Linked DNA regions of Mus musculus: regions 1 and 2 are each linked to region 3. A link is a contact called in public ChIA-PET and Hi-C data. All regions are on one chromosome and are shown on one strand. Each heading gives the region's core, a stretch centred on a gene start, on an enhancer-like site or on the middle of the called end of the contact. The rest is flanking DNA. Distances are from core to core; before and after follow the strand shown.

What was found. Hi-C and Micro-C count contacts between places; a contact is called where the count stands out from the background. ChIA-PET counts read pairs in DNA pulled down with a chosen protein or histone mark.
Region 1: an RNA polymerase II ChIA-PET map of memory CD8 T cells shows a contact between it and region 3, with 8 read pairs. The contact joins two enhancer-like sites. A contact is called at or near these places in 2 of 484 Hi-C or Micro-C datasets (the HPC-7 cell line and bone marrow-derived macrophages), 2 of 115 datasets of contacts at active chromatin or transcription factors (embryonic basal ganglia and memory CD8 T cells) and 1 of 9 other capture datasets (embryonic trunk).
Region 2: a Hi-C map of natural killer cells shows a contact between it and region 3, with 4 times the contacts expected there. The contact joins the promoter of 5031425F14Rik here to the enhancer-like site in region 3. A contact is called at or near these places in 5 of 484 Hi-C or Micro-C datasets (bone marrow-derived macrophages, cerebellar granule neurons, cerebral cortex and 2 more), 3 of 115 datasets of contacts at active chromatin or transcription factors (embryonic basal ganglia, memory CD8 T cells and microglia) and 4 of 9 other capture datasets (embryonic stem cells, embryonic tail, embryonic trunk and 1 more).

The regions. Positions count from the first base shown.
Region 1 is chr2:166,466,010-166,468,709 of GRCm38.p6, reverse strand. No RefSeq gene overlaps it. Among named protein-coding and RNA genes, the nearest start is that of Gm30908, 4.1 kb to the left of the region's middle. Within about 2 kb of position 1,354, at least 20 of the 459 cell types and tissues checked have an H3K27ac peak or open chromatin away from gene starts, as enhancers often do. A contact at or near this core is called in memory CD8 T cells, where this site is marked.
Region 2 is chr2:166,446,005-166,448,704 of GRCm38.p6, reverse strand. It overlaps 5031425F14Rik (RIKEN cDNA 5031425F14 gene), which reads right to left and starts at 1,254. Exons shown (of 3, transcript NR_015558.3): 1 at 58-1,254.
Region 3 is chr2:166,226,443-166,229,142 of GRCm38.p6, reverse strand. No RefSeq gene overlaps it. Among named protein-coding and RNA genes, the nearest start is that of Gm30536, 33 kb to the right of the region's middle. Within about 2 kb of position 1,407, at least 37 of the 459 cell types and tissues checked have an H3K27ac peak or open chromatin away from gene starts, as enhancers often do. A contact at or near this core is called in bone marrow-derived macrophages, embryonic basal ganglia, memory CD8 T cells and 1 more, where this site is marked.

The DNA.
Region 1 (2,700 bases), core at 105-2,604, 240 kb before region 3:
GGCTTGATCTCTGGGAGAGAGACAGAAAGGCAGGCAGAGGGTCTGGCATTATGTGTTTGTTATTTATATAGCTCAGGGAAACAGAAGCATAGAATGTGTTCATTTCCAGAAAGTAAGAGGCAGAGCTGGCTTTTTCCCGAGGGTCCTGTCCTTGGGGGCAGTGCCTAGCCCATTCCCGTAGGATGCCACCTTTTCCAGGTGATGCATGACTTGCTGGATGCTCAGGCACGTCTGCCCTTTGCAGGTGCCCAAAACTCCGAATCTCTCCAGTGTGACTCAGTCTCCCCTGTGGGGGTGAGACTCAGGTCTCAGTGCATCCTTCTTGGGTCAGGGGAGGAGGCTGCAATGGTGTGGGCCATCAAGGTGGACTGTAGCTTACTTCTTACTCTCCATTGGATCTGAGGGTGCTGGTCACAGGAAACACTTGGTAGGCAGGATGGCTATTATTAGTTGTCGACTTGACCACCTCTGGAATGAACTAAAACCCCCAAGTGGAGGCCACACTTGTGAGGAATTTTTGCTTAATTTGAAGTAGGAAGCTCTCCTTACCACCCAGATCCTTGCAGTAGAGAGACACGCCTTTAATCTGGATATTGAGTTGGAGAAAACCCACACTTTTTAATCCAGATCATTAGAGCTGGGAAAACCCACCTCTAACCTCGGCCACACCTTCTGCTGGAATCCTATATGGCATGGAGGAAGGATGCTCTCTCTTCTGCCTGCTTGCCCTCACCTTGCTGGCAAGTGCATTCCTTCACTGGCATTAGAGCCTACTTCTTTGGGATTTCAGCACATGCTGAAGACCAACGGAGACATCCAGCCTTGTGGACTGAGGAACTACTGGATTAAATCCCCCTTTATCTGACTCTGTATTCGTATCCATGTCTGTATCCATCCATCCCTCCCTCCCTCCCTCCCTCCCTACCTCCCTCCCTCCCTCCATCCATCCATCCATCCATCCCTCCATCCCTCCATCCCTCCATCCATCCATCCCTCCATCCATCCATCCCTCCATCCCTCCATCCATCCATCCCTGCATCCCTCCATGCATCTGTCAGTCTACCTATCTATCTCTTCATTCTGTAAGCTCTGTTGCTTTAGAGAACCTTCACTAATACAGTTGGGGAGCAGACATGCCTCCTCTCTTTAGGAGAGTGAGGGTTACAGACAACATTCTGGGACAGCAGTGACCATCATCAGACCACAAGGAAAGTCAACACGAGTGTGAGGGTCTAGTGTCGGGACAGAAGGACAACAAAGGAGTATAAAGTACACTGCTTCCTGAACACGCCTGAAGTCCTCCTACCCAGATACGAAAGCCGATGCACCCCCTTCACTGTTTAGCTCAGCTTGACTTTTGTGTTGCTCTTGGCAACCCTGAGTATTCTAAGCAATATCCTCTTTCTTCCTAGTGAGGTCAAAGAGAGGGCATTCGAGAAGCTGCCTGCATCTTGAAAAGGAAATGCTTCTAGCTTACATGCTTTGTAAGACTTTTCTCAACTCAATAGCATGACAAACCCATAGGAAACACGGCCTCTCTGTGTGTGTGTGTGTGTGTGTTTTCCAATAACCCATTTAGTTACGAACTCATTTTCCAATAACCCATTTTAGCTATGAACTCATCAATGGATTAATCCTTTAATGAGGTTATCACCCCTAAGATCCAGTGACTATGAAGATCCTCATACCCGCCTCCCATTCTGCTTGGGGGACTGAGCTTCAGTGCACATCTTTGGGGAAACAGTTCGCGTCCAGGTCATAATATTCTCTCCTACCACCACTCCAGTGCACAGGTCATCATGCAAATGCATTCATTCACCCAGCCCCGTGAGCCCGCTCTTCACGGTTCTGTATTATGAAAGTCCAACTCTACATCTCCTCAGGGAGCCAAAGTAGCCCTTAGCCATAATAGAATAAAGAACCAAGTCCCACACTCCATCATCCTTCCTGGTTAGACAGACAGACAGACACAGGGCAGATGTTTTCATTCAAACAGAAGAGTTTAGGAAGCAAGACCAAGACCCAACGGGCAGATATTAAGCTTTACAGCTCCGTGTTCAGCATCTGGGTCTCATGGTGGCCATGTCTGGATGTGTCCTGATGGCTGTGGTCCACACGGGCCTCCCTTGGATGGTTCTCCTTGCCTCTCGGTCTTTCCTGCCATCAGCTTAGATGCCACCCTCACAGCTTTGACCCATCACCTTCTCCAGGGCTGCCCAGAGGGAACTTGGCTCCATCACAAAATGCCTAACCACCTTGGGAATTTTGATGGAAGCCTCCGTGGCTCCAGGACTCCTAGCGTACTCCATCCCACAGAGCCAAGCAGTGCATGGGTGTCGCCGAGGTTCCCAACAGAGCAGCAGTAGCCAGATGTGCTTGGCTGATGACTACATGACCTTTGCGTGCCTGGGTGGTTGAACACAGTCAAATGAACACTAGAGAAATGATCCCCGAGCCAGCAGGGCATCCTGGATCTTGTCCCAAATCAGTCTTTGAGAGGGATTTACGATTTCATGCCCCTGAGCCTGTGAAGACTGAGTTGGCCAATTCCTGAAGTGCCTTCGAGCCTTCTTGCCCATTGTCCCCGTGCAAAGCTCTTGGCTTCTTTTAGAGGACACTAATCTCTTTAGCAATCACACCCTCCCTGGAGTGATAATTTTAAAATTTTTTGTTCCTTTCCTTGCAGAAGTGTGAGTTAAA
Region 2 (2,700 bases), core at 5-2,504, 220 kb before region 3:
CTCCAACCCCGTTATGCCTGTGACGGCCCACTTGGAAATGGAGGCAGACAAACTTACCACCATCTCTCTAACCAAGCAGAGTGCCCAGCAACCGAAGCAGGCGTTCTGAAAACCCCACTTCCCACCTCTGCCAGTGCAGAGGTCGCTGTGAAGGTCAGTGATGACTCGGCCCCTAATCCTGAGTCCTAGTCCCTTCCTGCCCTGCTGACCGACTGGAGGCCATCTCATGGCTCATGATTCCTCACGAACCCAATCCCAGTGCCAGAGTCAGAGCTTCACAGGCTCATGGCCTCTGTGTGCCAGAACAGATTCAGCTTGGAAGCAGGCCAGTTGCTTACAGCTCCAAAATGGCTTGGCAAAGCGTCTGAGACACGGCCTGTGGTCTGTGCTGGGTGAAAACTCGCCCACATTTGTTAGCGATTAACTGATCTGCAGATGGAGCTCAGTACACCTCCGTGACCCACAGATAAACCAGCTCACTCCTAACAAGAGAGGCAGCTCGGGACTGTTCCAGCTCGGGGCTGTTCCAGCTCGGGGTCTCTCCAGCACAAGGCTGCTCCAGCTCAGGGTCCCTCCAGCACAGGGCTGCTCCAGCTCAGGGTCCCTCCAGCACAGGGCTGCTCCAGCTCAGGGTCCCTCCAGCACAGGGCTGCTCCAGCTCAGGGTCCCTCCAGCATAGGGCTGTTCCAGCTCAGAGTCTCTCCAGCTCAGGGCTGCTCCAATTCAGAGTCTCTCCAGCTCAGGGCTGCTCCAGCTCAGGGTCCCAGCACAGGGCTGCTCCAGCTCAGGGTCCCTCCAGCACAGGGCTGCTCCAGCTCAGGGTCCCTCCAGCACAGGGCTGCTCCAGCTCAGGGTCCCTCCAGCACAGGGCTGCTCCAGCTCAGGGTCCCTCCAGCACAGGGCTGCTCCAGCTCAGGGTCCCTCCAGCACAGGGCTGCTCCAGCTCAGGGTCCCTCCAGCACAGGGCTGCTCCAGCTCAGGGTCCCTCCAGCACAGGGCTGCTCCAGCTCAGGGTCCCTCCAGCACAGGGCTGCTCCAGCTCAGGGTCCCTCCAGCATAGGGCTGCTCCAGCTCAGGGCTGCTCCAGTTCAGAGTCTCTCCAGCTCAGGGCTGCTCCAGCTCAGAGTTATTGGGAGGAAATATCACCAGAGAAAGAAAGGAGCCTAGAGCGTGAAAGCAGGGTGTGAGGCAAGTCCCAGGAAGTTCTGGGGAGGCCAATGGTCATGTGTTGCTTCTGGAGTCTGTGGCTCTCCTGTAGCCCTCTTCTTGTGGGAAAGATGGGGAAGGAGAGGAAGTGAAGGGGGTTCTGGAAGTTGGGGGGTCTTTCAAACCTTAGGCAGCAGTGGGTGTGTGCTTAAGCTCAGGGCAAATAAATATGGATGAGAAGTAGACATAAGGTTGAATTTCACTCTTCAGATGAAGTGCATCTGGACTCTTGTGGGCAAAGAACCCAAAGATTAAAGCTGCCAGGCCAGCCACAGGCCATGACCACCTAGTTTAACAAGGGCAAAGGGTGGCAGTCACAGGTAGTTACACATCTGAGTGACATTCACGGAAGATACACCTTAAGGGACCAAGGCTTCCTCTGGGTTCACATGGTGACAAAGCGCCCTTTCTCATGGTGGGAAAGGCATTCATGGCAGAGTCCCCTGTGACTCCCCACTGTGGCTGCCGGAATCTCCCACTGCTTGCTTAGATCCTAGAGCACTGGTTTTCAATCTATGGGTTGTGACCCCTTTGGGACTCACATATCAGATCCTGTGTATCAGATACATACGTTATGATTCACGAGAGCAACAAATTACAGTTATGAAGTAGCAACAAATAATTTTGTGGTTGGAGGTCACCACAACATGAGGAAGTGTATCAAAGGGTCACTGTATTAGGAAGTTTGAGAACCACTGGCCTAGAGGCTCAGGAAACAGCCAGGACTGCTATACCAGGGGTGGGGCTAAGAAAGGCCCAGCCACAAGTGACTCACTTCCTCCAACTAGACCCTATATATAGAAGGATTCTAAAATCCCCCAAACAGAGCTGCTGACAGGACACTAGGTGGTCAAGCCCAGGAACCCAAGGGGACGGTTCACACTATCAGGTGGAACTTAATCTGGATCCTTATAGCAAAGGAAGGGTGGTGGATTAGACACACAGGGTAGCTCACACAACCCAGGAGTTGCCAGTGTAATCTCACCAAGCAGAAACGTTGAATTTTGTTGACTAAGGTTTTTTAAAAACCTACCACTGACCATGTGGCCCACATGAAGGGGCAGCAGAGAGATTTATCATGGTACTGTTTACTTCACTGGGAAAGTGGAAGTCACAGGGACAGAAAACACACCACTGCTATACAGCTCCAACACCAGACATCCCAGGGGTCTCCAAGAAGGACACTTCTTATTCATCTCCTCTCTGAGCCCTGGATGGGCTGGTTAGAACAAAGAACAAATAAGAAAAGAGCAGGCTGGGTCAGGCTGCAGGAACAAACAGGGGCTTCCACAGGAAGAGGGTCTCTCCCTGTCCCCACTCTGGGACATGGATGGAGAGTGGCTTTCTTCCTGTTCCTACAGGAGCACAGGCAGGGCGCTTACATACAGCTTAGCGCTTGTTCTTCTGCCCCAGTGTGACACCCAGGAAGTAGGAGAGTGACAGACCCCGCTGTCACCCCTGGGACTGTGGAGTGGCTTCCATGAGACGCTTCCA
Region 3 (2,700 bases), core at 158-2,657:
GGTAGAAGGATCTGATCGGTTGTAACCAGTTGGGCTGGACTGTGCTGAGTTGGGTTTGTTGAGTTCCACTGAGCTGGCGTGGAAAACTGAGTCACTGCAAATTTCATTCACTCTCCAGCTTTCCCATCAGCAGAAGCTGGTCCCTCTGTCAAGGTGATTTTCCCTCTCTGTTGCTTCCACTAGACTCTCATATGTCCCCTATCCAGACTCTGTGACTCACCCCCTCCCTACCGGGCCCCCAGTCTCTGTCCATCATATCCCCACATGCCTGGTGCCTGGCTCTGGCTTTCAAACCCTAAGCCCCACACACATTCAGAAATTGTTTGATCAAAGGATCAAAGTAATGACAAAGCCAGGTAGGAGGGCACCGAGGAGCCCAGGAGACACAAGCCAGGTATTTGATGTCCACTTCCCCCTTGGAGAAGATCAGCTCTAGGAGGATTGTGTGCCCTGACTTTGCCCTTGACCAACCCAACCCAACCCAACCTAATCCATCCCTCTGGAGAGGAGGGTTCAGAAAGCCTGTGGACACGGCCTTGAGGCCAAAATGGGAAGGGGAAATGACTCAGCTGAGCCCAGGAGGAAGGTCTCAGCTGGCAGATCCACATCCATCCAATGAGCGTGACAGAGTGTCTCTACGCACCTCCGTCTCTGCCCAAAAGCACAGGCCACAGCATCCATTGCAGACTTGAGCTCACGGGGGGGGGGGGGGGGCGATGCAGAGGGAGCCTGGGTGGATGGCAAATAGGGAGAACACAGTTCTTGGCTTCCAGAGATGACATACAGAAGCCACAGCCTAAGATGGCCATGAGCTTAGCCTATGAGAGGGAGGAAAGGGGTGATCTATAGTGGAGATCTACAGGGGTGATCTATAGTGGTGATCTACTGGGATGACCAGCCTGGAGGAGCAGACAAGAGAAGGAGGTGTAGCCAGAGGGGTTTTCTAGGATCCACAAAGCCCAGGGCACAACTCCTCCGCTCATGAATACAAACATTGCATCCTTCTGCATCCACACTGAACTTCGGGGTAGTTTTTGTTTGTTTAATGTTTCTGAATATTTGATGAGAATAATTTTTTTAAAAAAATATATAGTAAAGGGAAGAACTTTTAAAAAGTTGGAGATTCATCTCTGCCGTGTTTGAACCAGTTTCTCAAAGATAAAGTCATAACTATTTCACAAACATCAAATAACCATGTGTCAAAATTTTATTTAACTCAGTAGCTAGTGAAAGATCTGGGAAGATTTTAGAGACAATTCAAGTAGACTAAGCTGTCTGGCTGTTGAGCCCCCAGGGATCCTCCTGTCCCCACCTTGCCAGTACTGAGATTCCAGGCTCACCCCACTGCACCAGCTTCTCTCTATGTTCTCATGCTTACACCGACTGGGCAGGGACTTTCCCAGCCAGCCATCCCTCGGCGCTTGGTGTTTCTTTGATGTCTGTGGAGTGTGTCACGCCCTGTGGCCACCCCACGCCTGTCCTGAGTCTCCTGAGGTCTCAAGCAGGTAGTGTCTGAGGTTGACATCTTGCTGCTTTTAAAGCCACAGGTTCACACATCTCTTAGGAGCCTCACATCACAGAAGTGTTTAGATACTTTTTTTTTTGCATACTAATATTGTCCTTTTTCTACTCTAAGCAGTGTCCTGCGAGTCAGTTCCTTTGATCTGTTCTTGAGTATAGCGTTAATGGTGCCTATACTGGTTATTCTGTTTCTATACCTCATTCTGCAGTAAGAGAGCATCCTGAGATAAGATGTAGGAGGAAGGGTGGACGGAGAGCTAATAGTGTGGGAGGGCAGGCAGCCACCTTCCCATGGCCTACAGCTTCTGTGTTTCTCTCCCCGATAACAAGAGCCCAGTTCTTTTCAGGAGAACAAGGCCTTCCCCCACACACTCAGGAAGGCCTGCCAATCAGGGTGACTGGCCCCTCACCCAGGCAATGTGTGCTTTCTTCCTGGAAGCTGCTCATTAAGTGGGGTGACCAAAACATCACAAGCAGTTGAAACTGGCCCCTCTGTGGCCAAATCTGTTCCTGTTGCTCACAGAGAGCCCTGACCCAAAACGAAAGAAAACAAACCATGAACAGAAATACCATTGAAAAGGCTGAAAGGTCTGCTGGGGGTGGGGAGTGCCCCACCAACTGGGGGTGGGGAGTGCTCCACCAGCATGCATAGGGTCGCAGGTTCAATCCCCAGTAGAGGGGGGCAGGGAGAAAGGCCTACAAAGAATGTTAATGAAGTGCACTGGAGTGGCCAAGGAGGACCTGAGTTGGAATTCCCAGCTCCCATGTAAAAGGTCAGACATGGCTGTAAGTGTGCCTCACACCCCAGTACCGTGGGCATGGGAGACAGGAGGATCTCAGGGTCTGGCTGGCTAGCAAGACCATAGACCAAGACCAAGACATAGAGCAAAACACCAGAAGACATCCTACACACTCACACACACACACACACACAGGGGAGGAAAAATCTATTAATCTGGGGCAAAAGAACATTTAGTTCATCCTTGGACAACTACTCTCATTCACCAAGTTTTAGCCAGGTCCTCTAGGCTTCTTTGCAACCAGGCCTGAACTTTGAACTTTGACCCTGGCCTCACCAGACCTGCATCCCTGCAAGAATCCCCACCTCACACCTGCTTGGCCTATCCCCAGCAAGGACCCTGCTGATCTACCAAGAATTGATCCACACAGCGGGAATCC